Regions from separate parts of the Mus musculus genome. Here region 1 is linked to region 2. Evidence: chromatin contacts called from public HiChIP or PLAC-seq data. All regions are on one chromosome and are shown on one strand. Each heading gives the region's core, a stretch centred on a gene start, on an enhancer-like site or on the middle of the called end of the contact. The rest is flanking DNA. Distances are from core to core; before and after follow the strand shown. Region 1 has its middle 14 kb from the start of Gm41513. Region 2 has its middle 8.7 kb from the start of Fam3b.

Evidence for each region. HiChIP or PLAC-seq counts read pairs in DNA pulled down with a chosen protein or histone mark.
Region 1: a FOXA1 HiChIP or PLAC-seq map of pancreatic cancer cells shows a contact between it and region 2. The contact joins two enhancer-like sites. A contact is called at or near these places in 1 of 115 datasets of contacts at active chromatin or transcription factors (pancreatic cancer cells) and 1 of 9 other capture datasets (adipose tissue).

The regions. Positions count from the first base shown.
Region 1 is chr16:97,713,155-97,718,376 of GRCm38.p6, reverse strand. No RefSeq gene overlaps it. Among named protein-coding and RNA genes, the nearest start is that of Gm41513, 14 kb to the left of the region's middle. Within about 2 kb of position 1,621, at least 32 of the 459 cell types and tissues checked have an H3K27ac peak or open chromatin away from gene starts, as enhancers often do. A contact at or near this core is called in pancreatic cancer cells, where this site is marked.
Region 2 is chr16:97,511,045-97,516,251 of GRCm38.p6, reverse strand. No RefSeq gene overlaps it. Among named protein-coding and RNA genes, the nearest start is that of Fam3b, 8.7 kb to the right of the region's middle. Within about 2 kb of position 1,996, at least 20 of the 459 cell types and tissues checked have an H3K27ac peak or open chromatin away from gene starts, as enhancers often do. A contact at or near this core is called in pancreatic cancer cells, where this site is marked.

The DNA of each region.
Region 1 (5,222 bases), core at 372-2,871, 200 kb before region 2:
TTTTACTAACGCTATGTCAACCTTCCAAAGATTTTCTGAAATATGACACTATCCTGGGTGGAGAGGCTTCTGTCTGGTGATTATCACTGTCATTGGATCAAGTATCATGTAGTTATTATCCAAATTAACTTTTCTGTGGGGTCTCCTTGGCAAATGTGTCCCCAGAGTGCTAGCAGCAGGGTGTTTCATACCCCTCACTCTCCCTGGTCTAGGGAGGCGCTGTCCCCAGGTCAAAGAACCTTAACAAGATGGCTGGCCTAACCTGCCTCCCCACATTCCTTCTCATTCACATTCTGGAAAAAAAAAAAAAAAAAAAGAAAGAAACAAAACCCGGCATCCTTCCTGACTGGTGCCCTGACAGGCTGGTGTAGGCTGTCTCAGCATAAAGATGCATTACAATTCTAGTCCAAAAAGGTTTAGGCTTCAGGGCTGTGAAACTGTCATTGGAAATCAGAGAAGGCCTGAAAAGACACTGGTGCTCAGACATGCCCTGGGCAGAGAGAAACACAATGACATGCAGGGTGGCTGTAAGGAGGGAGCTTGGGGTGTGTGGCCTGGCAAATGACTCAATTGATCTAGCTTGTTTCCTTATCTGATTTCCATGGGGGCAGTGGACATTATCCTGGCACAACACAGTATTCCTGAGGACAGATATCTTAAAGTAGCGCGACCTTGTCTCAGCTGGGGCCCTGCCCTGGCCTAGTTGCTTTCTGACCCTCTCTGCAGGTATCTGCTTGTGGGTCTGGGTTAGCTCACCCCAAGACAAGCCTAAGTGCTGCTTCTCCCAGAGCCTTCCCTATCCAGGATGGTAAACACACCCTATGCTTCCCACTCTTCCTTTCTCCTCCTTTCCCTTCCACACTCTTTTCTACTCAGCAAGTTTAGGGAAGATGTAAACACCTGTAACATTGGCTTGGAGGAGAACAGAGATAGAGGCATTGATCAGAGACATTTTCATATTTTGAATTTTGTGTCTGGTATCCGGTCCCACAGGTCATCAGCTTCAGACTGTTCCCTGAGTCCTCTCTGTTAAACGACCACAAAGCCCTTTATTAACTACCCATGCAAGAAGCCATGTTATTGTTTAGGTAACCCTCAGCTTAATCCTATCTGCTTCCTGCACTATTTTTGTTTTTGGAGAAACTCTGGCCTTTTCTGAATGTTACATCTATCTTCTCAAAGCCAGGCATGGCCTCAAAGCACTTATTCAAGGCACCTGCTTGCTTCCAGTGCTTGGACATCCACAGGGTACTGCTGGGCTCTGGAGTCTGGTCCAGGTTTAAAGACAGTGTCCATATACAGAAAATGGTCCTAGGCCTGCTTGTTTATTTTCTGGTGGTGCTGGGCATTGAACCTAGGGCCTCATGCATGTAAGTCAATCAATTTATTCCTGAGATGATTCCCAGCTCCAGCCTTTGGGTTCTAAGCAGACTGAGCCTGAGACCAGGTCATGTTGCTTTAAGATATCTGTCTGTCCTCAGGAATACTGTGCATTCCAGGAGTCAGGAAGGTGATTCATTTGTCTGAATTGAATGGCATTCCCTTCTCCACTGTTTCAGTTGACGGATGTTAAACATTCTGATGACCGTTGGTTTAGAAGCTGGCAGGTGGGCGGTGAGGCAATGGCTTGGCATTGGTTTATTCTGACCACACAACCAAAAATACTGTTGACTCTGGGTGGCTGTGGGGAGTGCAAGCGTCTCTCTGGCCACAGAAGAGACGGAACATGGAAAATGTGTGACTACTAGAAGCTGGGTGAAGCTTCTGCGGTTCTGGAGGGGGATAGTCTGAGATCCAGGCAGGTTCTGTGTCTGGGGAGGGCTTCTGGTTCAAAGATGGCCCCTTCTGTTACATTATCCCATGGTAGAGGGAGAAGTATCACCTTTCTAAGTTCCAACAAGGATATGAAGCCCATTCATAAGGGCTGCTCCCCTGAGACCTAATCACCACCCCACACACCCCTGTCCCTGAAGAGGCCCTACCCCTAATACCAACTCCTTAGGTATTAGGGTCCAAAGCATGCGCTGGGGATAGATGCTGAGACACTCTACTGTGGCAATGGACTTTAAAGTTTTGGAATTTATTGTGCCTCACTAACTTGTTTCCCGTGTATTGCATACTAGGCACTAAAGTCTAGGGAATCAAACCCAGGAAGATAACTCTTTGCCCTCCATGAGGCCCCCCATGCTCACCTGGCCCATAGCAGGTGGAGGGGAAATTGTGAACAAAGTGTAACTAACAGACTTTCCCTATTGGGCCGAGAAATCTCAATGGTGCCCCAAGAGTTCATATGTGGCTTGGTCCTTAAGATGATGTTTGAAGGCTCATAATTCTGTCCTCTATTGATGGCATCAAACATGCTTTCCTTCCCCTTTGGGGACACAGTCATGGGAACTAGCTGAGACAGGTTTTTACTTCCAGGGAAAGTATTTCCATGCCGGTGAAAACAATGCCAAGCCATTGCCTCACCACCCACCTGCCAGCTTCTAATTACTGATGGGCAGACAGGGAGAAGCTGCTAAATGCCACCCTAAGCTCTGATGCACCTTTCATGGGCTAATGGTGCGGCACAGGGAAGATAGGCCCCATGTGAGGGTCCCTGTCACGAATGAGGAGAGACTGGAGCCTACTGACAAGGGCCCAGCTCTGCCCACATTGCTGTCTCCCCTCCCAGAAAAATGCCCAGACTGTGGAAGCAGTGTGTATGTGTGTGTGTGTGTGTGTGTGTGTGTGTGTGTGTGTGTTTGCTGGAGTCTCTGGTGCAGAGTGAGGAAAGCCTAAGAACAGTCTGGTTAAGACAGTCCTAGAGAGGTGTTGGGGCCATGCTAGAAGCTGAGCAGAGTCAGGAGGAGACATGGGGGAAACTCCTGAAGGAACACACATCTGAGACTCAGAGGCAGATTTCAATTTTTATAGAGCCTAAGGCATCCTAAGAGGATTGGGAAGCAAGGAGTTTCAGCTCTGGGAAAGCAGGGGTCCCCAGCAGGGTGCAAGGTACTGGAGACAAAGTGGAGAAAAGCTAGGAATAAGGTGAGGTAGGGAAGAAGAGAAGTCTGAAGAAACAAGAAGGTCAGACCTGAAGGCACCTCTGGACATGGAGCCTTTGGGCAGCCTTGCCACCCTGATTCAGGCTTGATCTCTGAAGTCTAAAGAATGGTTCCCTGGGGCAGCCTCACACTGGGACAATTCAGCAACAACGTCCTCAACTCTGATAAATTTATATCAGGTCTCTGGCTACACCCACTGCAACTGGCTCCTCTTTCATCTCCCCCCACCCCTCCCATTGCTCCACCTCTTACAAGGAAAGAATAAGCTAGAATGACCTTGTCTGGACATCCATCCACCCTCCTTGTCTGCTGATGAGTCCTTCCTGAAGGCACATTTCTTTCTTCTTTTTGTTATTATTTTGGTGTGTGTGTTCATGAACGGTCCTGTGTGCACCTAAATGTGCATACTGAGACCAGAGGACAGCCTTGAAATAGTTCCCCAGGAATTGTCCACCTGATTTTAACACAGGGTGTCTCACTGCCTGGAACTTGCAAAGCAGCTAGGCTGACTGACCAACAAGCTCCAAGGTTCTGCCTGTCTCTACCCTCCCAGCCTGGAGACTACAGACATGTACCAGCACACCCTGCATGTTTTACATGCATTCTGGATATTGAACTCAGGTCCTTATGCTTATTCAGCAAGCACTGAGTCAGTCCCACAGCCCCTTGAAGGCTCGTTTTTCAAACCCAAATGTTCCTTTCCTATGTGGGAAGCCTGCCTTCACATAGTGCCACACCTCCCCTTGCCTGCTGCATTCAAGTTCCAGCTACCATTTGCCACACGCTTCCTTCACACCATGCACTATGCTCTGGACTCCAGAAATATGATTCCCAGCTTCCCAACCATCCCATCACCCATATTTAAAGTAGCTGGCATCACCCATATTTAAAGGAGAGAACACAGTGGTGGGAACCTTGGAGGCTGGACTGAATCAATCCAGCTAAGACTGGCTCAAGGTTGTCACAACCTCTGTACACTAGAAGCTAGCCTACTCCACAATGTTGTGGGCCTCTTTCCAGCCCCAGAGAGGGATCTCCTGCCAGGTGGTGAAGATCTGAAGCTGAACTCACTTTGATTTGGGACCCTGGATACAGGCTTAGCTTCCAGCTTCTACTTCTGGGGTAAAAGAAGGTCCCACTCTCTCCTGTCCCACAGGTGGAAGTGAGGAATGAGTCCTATATGGCGATTTCCTGTGGGGTTTTGAGCATTGCTGTGCACATGTGCACTTGTGCTTCTAGGCACCAGTATTTAGCCTGTGAATCACCTTTAGTTTCCACTGCATGAAACCTAAAGCAAGAACATACAAGGTGCTTGTTTGGGCTGGTAGTGCATGTGTACATATGTGTACATGTGTGTTTGTATTGTGTATGTGTGAATGTATATAGATATATTTATATGTCTGTATGCTTGTATGCATTTTTGCATGTAGATATGAGTAGGTATGCATGTGTATGTATTTGTAGTGTGTGCATAGGTATGCATATGTATATATGTAAATTTCTATGGCAAGAATTTTTGATTTCTTAAAAAAAACAGAAATATTATGAGAATATGTTTATGTTTTAATCCCAGGTGTGGGATATGGGGCTACTTCAGATTTTCCACACAGCTAAGATTTGTCTTATGCTCTAGCAGGACCATGATTTTGACAGTAGCAGATCGTTTCTGCAATTGTGTGCTATTTGAACTTTTAAGAGGTAGATAAATGTTAGGGCCTCTGAGAGGTTGGTTGATAATTGGTTGCTGTTGGTTGTGGTTTGTTAAGTAGTCAGGTGCAAAGAAGAAGCAACAAGCAGAAGAAATTAGATATCCTGACGGCAAAGATCAAACTTTTCCTAAGGAACTCAACACCCCCAGTCAGGAGGAAGTAGTCTAATGGGAACATTTTCCCCTTTCCAATCTATCACTTTTTCTCTCCTATCTAGTGCTAGGGGGTTGGAAAAGGGGTGGGGAAGGGTAGAAGAAAAAAAGAACCCAGAATGTAGCCAAAAAAAAAAAAACCAGCCCAGTTACATATTTGTACATGTTTGTTCATGTGTACATATGTATATGTGTGTTTGTGTATACATGTATTCTCCTATTGTGTGTATAGCTCCCAGAACAGTTCTCCCCTCCAAATGCTAACCAGGCCTAACATCACTCAGTTTCTGAGATGAGATTGGGCATGTTCAGGG
Region 2 (5,207 bases), core at 747-3,246:
AGCAGCAAGCATTTTCTTTCCAGCCCCTAGTTTTTATTCCTATTGTTAATGGGAAGGGAGTTTTCACCTATCTTGTGTTGCTGTGAACACAGATTTAATTGAATTTCATATATTCTGACATGTCATGTCTCACTACTCTCTAAACACTGTTTTCTAAATTTCCTATTTAGTTTCTTTGACATCAAGGAATTTATACTGCATATTCTGTCAGGCAAAAATTCCTTCTCCTTCTGATTTTGATCATGGCCACGTGAGCATTTGGAACTGAGGATTTCTTCCTGGTGCAGGCTGGTTGACATGGTCTACGGCCTGGGTGCTTGGAAGGATATGTATTCTTTCCTTCAGGACAGCCTATCTATCATCAACCCCTAACTCCCTTGGGGTCTGCCTTGTTGGATGGTAGAAAACCTTCACAAAGCAGTCTGGAACCAGAGCCCTTCTGACCTCTCCCTGTCCTGCTCTGCATTGGTTATTCATTTGTTTTGTTTTCTCAACAGCTCAAAGCTTTCTGCTCTCACCCAACTTGTTCTGATGATCTGTCTTTTGAACTCTTGGATTGGCTTTCCCCTTGCCCTCGCCTTGATACCACCCCTGGCTGTGCCACTTTGACATAAGCACTTGCCTTAGTAGCCTCGTTCCACAGAAGACCCAAAATCAAGCACTGCAGCCTGACCTGGCTCCACTTCTCTGGATATACTTCTCTGGATACACATCTGTCATTCTCCTGTCTTCAGGTGCCTTGGAGTCCAGTGCTGTGTACAGGGCTGGGGGTGGCTACCATGTCATCACCAGCAAGCCAGGGTCTGCACAACTGGAATAAATGAGACTGGGCCTGGTCCAGCTCCTGTGAGCTGCAAGATTGCCCCATCCACATTATAAGAGGTGTTTGTTCTGATGGGGATTTTGTGTAGGTGTATAGGAAAGTCATTAAGCTACCACTCCCATCTAGACAGAACCAGTTCTAAGTCACGCCAGGAAATGATTTGCATCAGTTACAGGTGAAGGAGAACAAAACTCTCAGACATCACCCAGCACCATTGCAATGTCCAATTTATGTTTAGATTATTTGTGTAGTCCTGGGGATCCATTTAAGGGATAAACTAGCTTTACCCTTACTTTGACTGCCATTTCCCTAAGACTTTGGCTAGTTCAGCATGCAGCATCCCTGACTTAGAGTCTGTATCATCTCAGTGGCTTTTTGGGATGCTTTTCTAAGCAGGGTACCCACAGTGGTTATTTGTTATATTAAAGTTATCAGTCAAACCCCTGGTGGTTTACAAGGCATCTGTTTATTTTATTTACAAAGTTTTTTTTGTGCGTTTTTTTTTTTTTTTTGTTCCAAGCATCATTTTCTTCATGAACAGAGGGTGGTGTTATGAGGTCACTGAACAGAACAAGGCAGTCCTTGGAACAGAGTGAATTCTGCTAATAGAATGGAGCCCTAGCAACGGGATCCCTGGGGCACCCCTTCCATCCTTACTGGGAAAATCCAGAGTCACTCTTTGATAAGCAGGTTAGTTGGCACTAAGTCAACTGTCAGAGGAAGAGGAAGAAAAAACAGTTGGCTCTTTGGTTATCGTTAAACAAGATTCTTAGCCTGTTTGCAGACTTCATTCAGTCACACCACAAATATTTGTGGAGTGGGTTGTGACTCAAGCCTGAACTAGGTCCTGGAAATTCTGGGCCAAAGACCCAAATCTCAGGGAACTTGAGACCAACAAGAAGGGGATGATGAGTGTTTGACATGGTGCGTGGTGCTGTGAAGGAGTGGAAGGCAGAAACTAGGAGAGTTCTGAGAGGCAAGGTGTGAGCTGAGACAAATACTCCAGGCCCACTGACCCCACTGACCATTCATTGCCATAGCCCATTTCCACACTGTCCCTGCTGCCTTCCCTGTCATGGTGGCAGGCAGTCACTTAGCCTGGCCTCTGTCCCCACCTGTCCTGTGTCAGGAGACACCTCACCTGGGTTCTGAGAGCTGTGGACAGTCTATTATTTCCTTATTACACTTATCCTAAACTGGCATGAAAGTCAGTTGCAAGGTTCAGAGAGCAGGACCTCTGTGACAGCAGCCAGCTTATTGCTCTAGTTTCCAATGAGGATAATCACTAAGGTGCCCCCCTCAATCAGGCTTCCCTGCCCTGCCTCATCCTGTCTAGCTATGCCGGACATAGGCAACCCTTGAAGAGTCCTTTCCAGGCCCCTTCCCTCTGACATCTGACACATACCATTCAGATGCAGACGAAGAATAGAGGCTTAGTAAAGGGAACAACAACAGTGTTCATGTGCATGTAGTAGTCCCCACAGTTCTAGATCAAGCATCACTTAGGTGTTGGCAGATGGGCTACTGTTCTAAGAGAGCAGGTCTTGCTGATCTCAGGCCTCTTCCTTGTTTGTCCTAGAGTCAGGGAGGCTCTCCCTTCTCCACTCCTATTGTGAACCACAGGAGCACTCAACCTCGAATATTTGTTCCTAGAGACAATAGCCAGTGGCCCTGGCCATCAAGAGGACATAGATCGGATGGCTGCAGAGCGATCTCATGCACACAGAGAGGCCCCTCAGCAGAGAATGACCCATCAACGTGCAGGGCGGCAACATCGTCCATGCTAACTGAGCTGTGATCCTAGAGGTTGGCTGGCCAGCAAAGGTGAACTCTGGGTCACAAAAAACAAAACAAACAAACAAACAAAAAAAACCCCAAAAAACAAAACAAAACCCAAAAACTTGTGTGTGTGTGTGTGTGTGTATGAGCGCATGCACGCACGCGCGCACACACACACACACACACACACACCACAGTCTGAGGCTGAGGGGCAGTGTCCTTTAATCTTATCTACAACCTTACAGTGCAGAGTTTTGATAACACTAATCCCAGCGTGGAACAGGCTAAAGAACCAGTGTTCTGCTTAGGTAGAAACATGCATCCTAGTTCTGTTGAGATTCCTGATATCTTTCACACCATATCTGCATCACAGATGGCATCCGGGACTTCAGGAAAAAATTTAAGACACCATTACAATTTGCCTAGGCTGGCCTTGAACTCACTAAGTGGCAGAACTCCTAATCCTCTGGCTTCTAGCTCCTGCTGGGATAAGGAATTTATTCTACATGGACTGGAGTCCTGGGTGGGATGCGGAGAAATCCACCTTTCCAGGAGGCCACAAATCTGCAGATTCCTGGCCAGGAAACTGTCCTTAATCCCACTTTGTAACAAAGACATGAAAGTGCTTTCTTGCTTGGATGAGAAGACAAGATGTTGGATGCATTTCCATGAAACATTAGTATAAGGAAATTACTTTAAAAGCACTTCAGTCTGTACTCCTAAATATAAGGGCTTCAGGACATCAGAAGAGGCATAGAACCTGGCTTCAGCAAAGCATTTAGGAATGGGCAGTGATTTCCAGAGTACTGAATGAGCCTTCCAGGCCCCAGAAGACCAACACACACCCCTAAAGTCAGGGGAGGGGGCTTTTTCCATTCTAGGGCTGCATTCCTGTGGGCTTCCCAAATGGGTGAAGTCTCACAGGCCCAGGTAACCCTCCTGAGAGCCTGGCTGCCACTCAGGTCATATCCCTGCAGGTTGCACAGGCCTCATAAAGGGGTCCGTCCCCACAGCGCAGGCCTTCCTCTCTGGGAGCCTTAAGGCGGAAGAGGCTGCACAGAGCGCAGGCAAGGACAAGGGGGCGCTGTGGGGCAACAGGAACAGAGGGCGGAGCACTGCGGAGTCAGCTGGTCTAGGCACATGGCAAGGGCGCGGCTGTTCCGGGCCCATAGGGGCTGGAGCCAACAAAGTGGTGAGGACCAAGGGTCCCAGTGGAGGAGGTGGGTAGGAGTCAGGGGAAGGCTGGGCCAAGGGATCCAGGACACCACTGGTCCCAGCCAGGGCTTTCCTCACGCAGGGGACGCTTATGAGGGGAGTCGGCTAGTCCGACTAGTTCTCACTGCGTGGGTCCTGAGTCGCTTTTCACTCCTGGGCTTGCTAAACCCAGATAAGGTGGGTGCTGAGGCCTTGGTTCATGTCTGTGCTCATGTCGGAAACCCAACGGGAAACTAGGACCTTGCCTGGGCCACCAGCGAAGGCCGCCTCACCGGAGAGGATTCCAGAACATTCCACAGAGCAGAAGTGAGCACTTCCAGGCGCTGTCCTAGTGCCTGGAGGGCTTGTGAAGTTCTCATTCAAGGCTGTGGTGGTGGCTGTTTGGAAGGAATGACACCAGAGAAAGGGCAACTCTATAATCTAAGAATGGAGTGTGGTCACACCAGCTGGGGACAGGTAGGCTGTATATCTCTGACTGGGGGACTGGCTGCAGGTGACATTGCTTAGGCAATGGAGGGCAAGACCTTCCTTTCTTCTGTCACAATGGTTTCAGTTCTCTCATAGCTCAGAAGGGAGGGAGATATGTTCAGTCCTAGCCTCTGTCTTGTGGGATCTGACTTCTGACAGAGCAACCCTTGTTGGGTGAGCACCAGGTCTCTCTTTCCAGGGATAAAGAATAGGAAATAGGCTTGCTTGGAACCAGGCCTATGCACCTGACCTGATGACTAGGTTCTGGAGTGTGTATTGTTGGCTAACAGCCTCAGGTCATGAGTAACTAGGTCAGGCCATGAAGAATTGCTTGTCTCCAGCCTGATGATTGAGCCCCACTTGCAGAAACAATGTGTTCATGTGTTCATGTATCAAAAAATAGCCCACCCTGCTTCCAGTTAAAACACTCACACACAGCTATAACTTCCTGGTAGCTACCTATGTATATATACATGCTATCCAACCCTCTAAATGTTTTCAGCCTTTATCTTATGAAAAGGCTGTGAGCCCTTGCTGATCCAATAATGCAGTCTTGGCCTATTGAAAAGTTCTGTCTGTCTCTTTCCTTTGCATTTCCTATATGTAGTGGTTCCTGCAACCCTATGCCAATGAGAAGCAGCATTTTCTGTCCCCTGAGATACTTTCCTTTTATGTCTGTAAGGACTACCTTTGAGAAATATGTTTTCTGTTGGAATACTCCAGGCCAAGTGTTGGCTACCTTCCTGTGGCTGTGATAAATGCTGTGACTTAAATCAGCTTGAAGAAGCGTTTACTTTGGTTTATGGTTCCAGAGGGCTGGAGTGCAGAATGGCAGGAAAGGGATTGGCATGCCCGTAGGAGCAGGAAACTGGCTGATGATGTTTTTAATTACACACATGAAGCAGATAGCAAGAACGGGAAG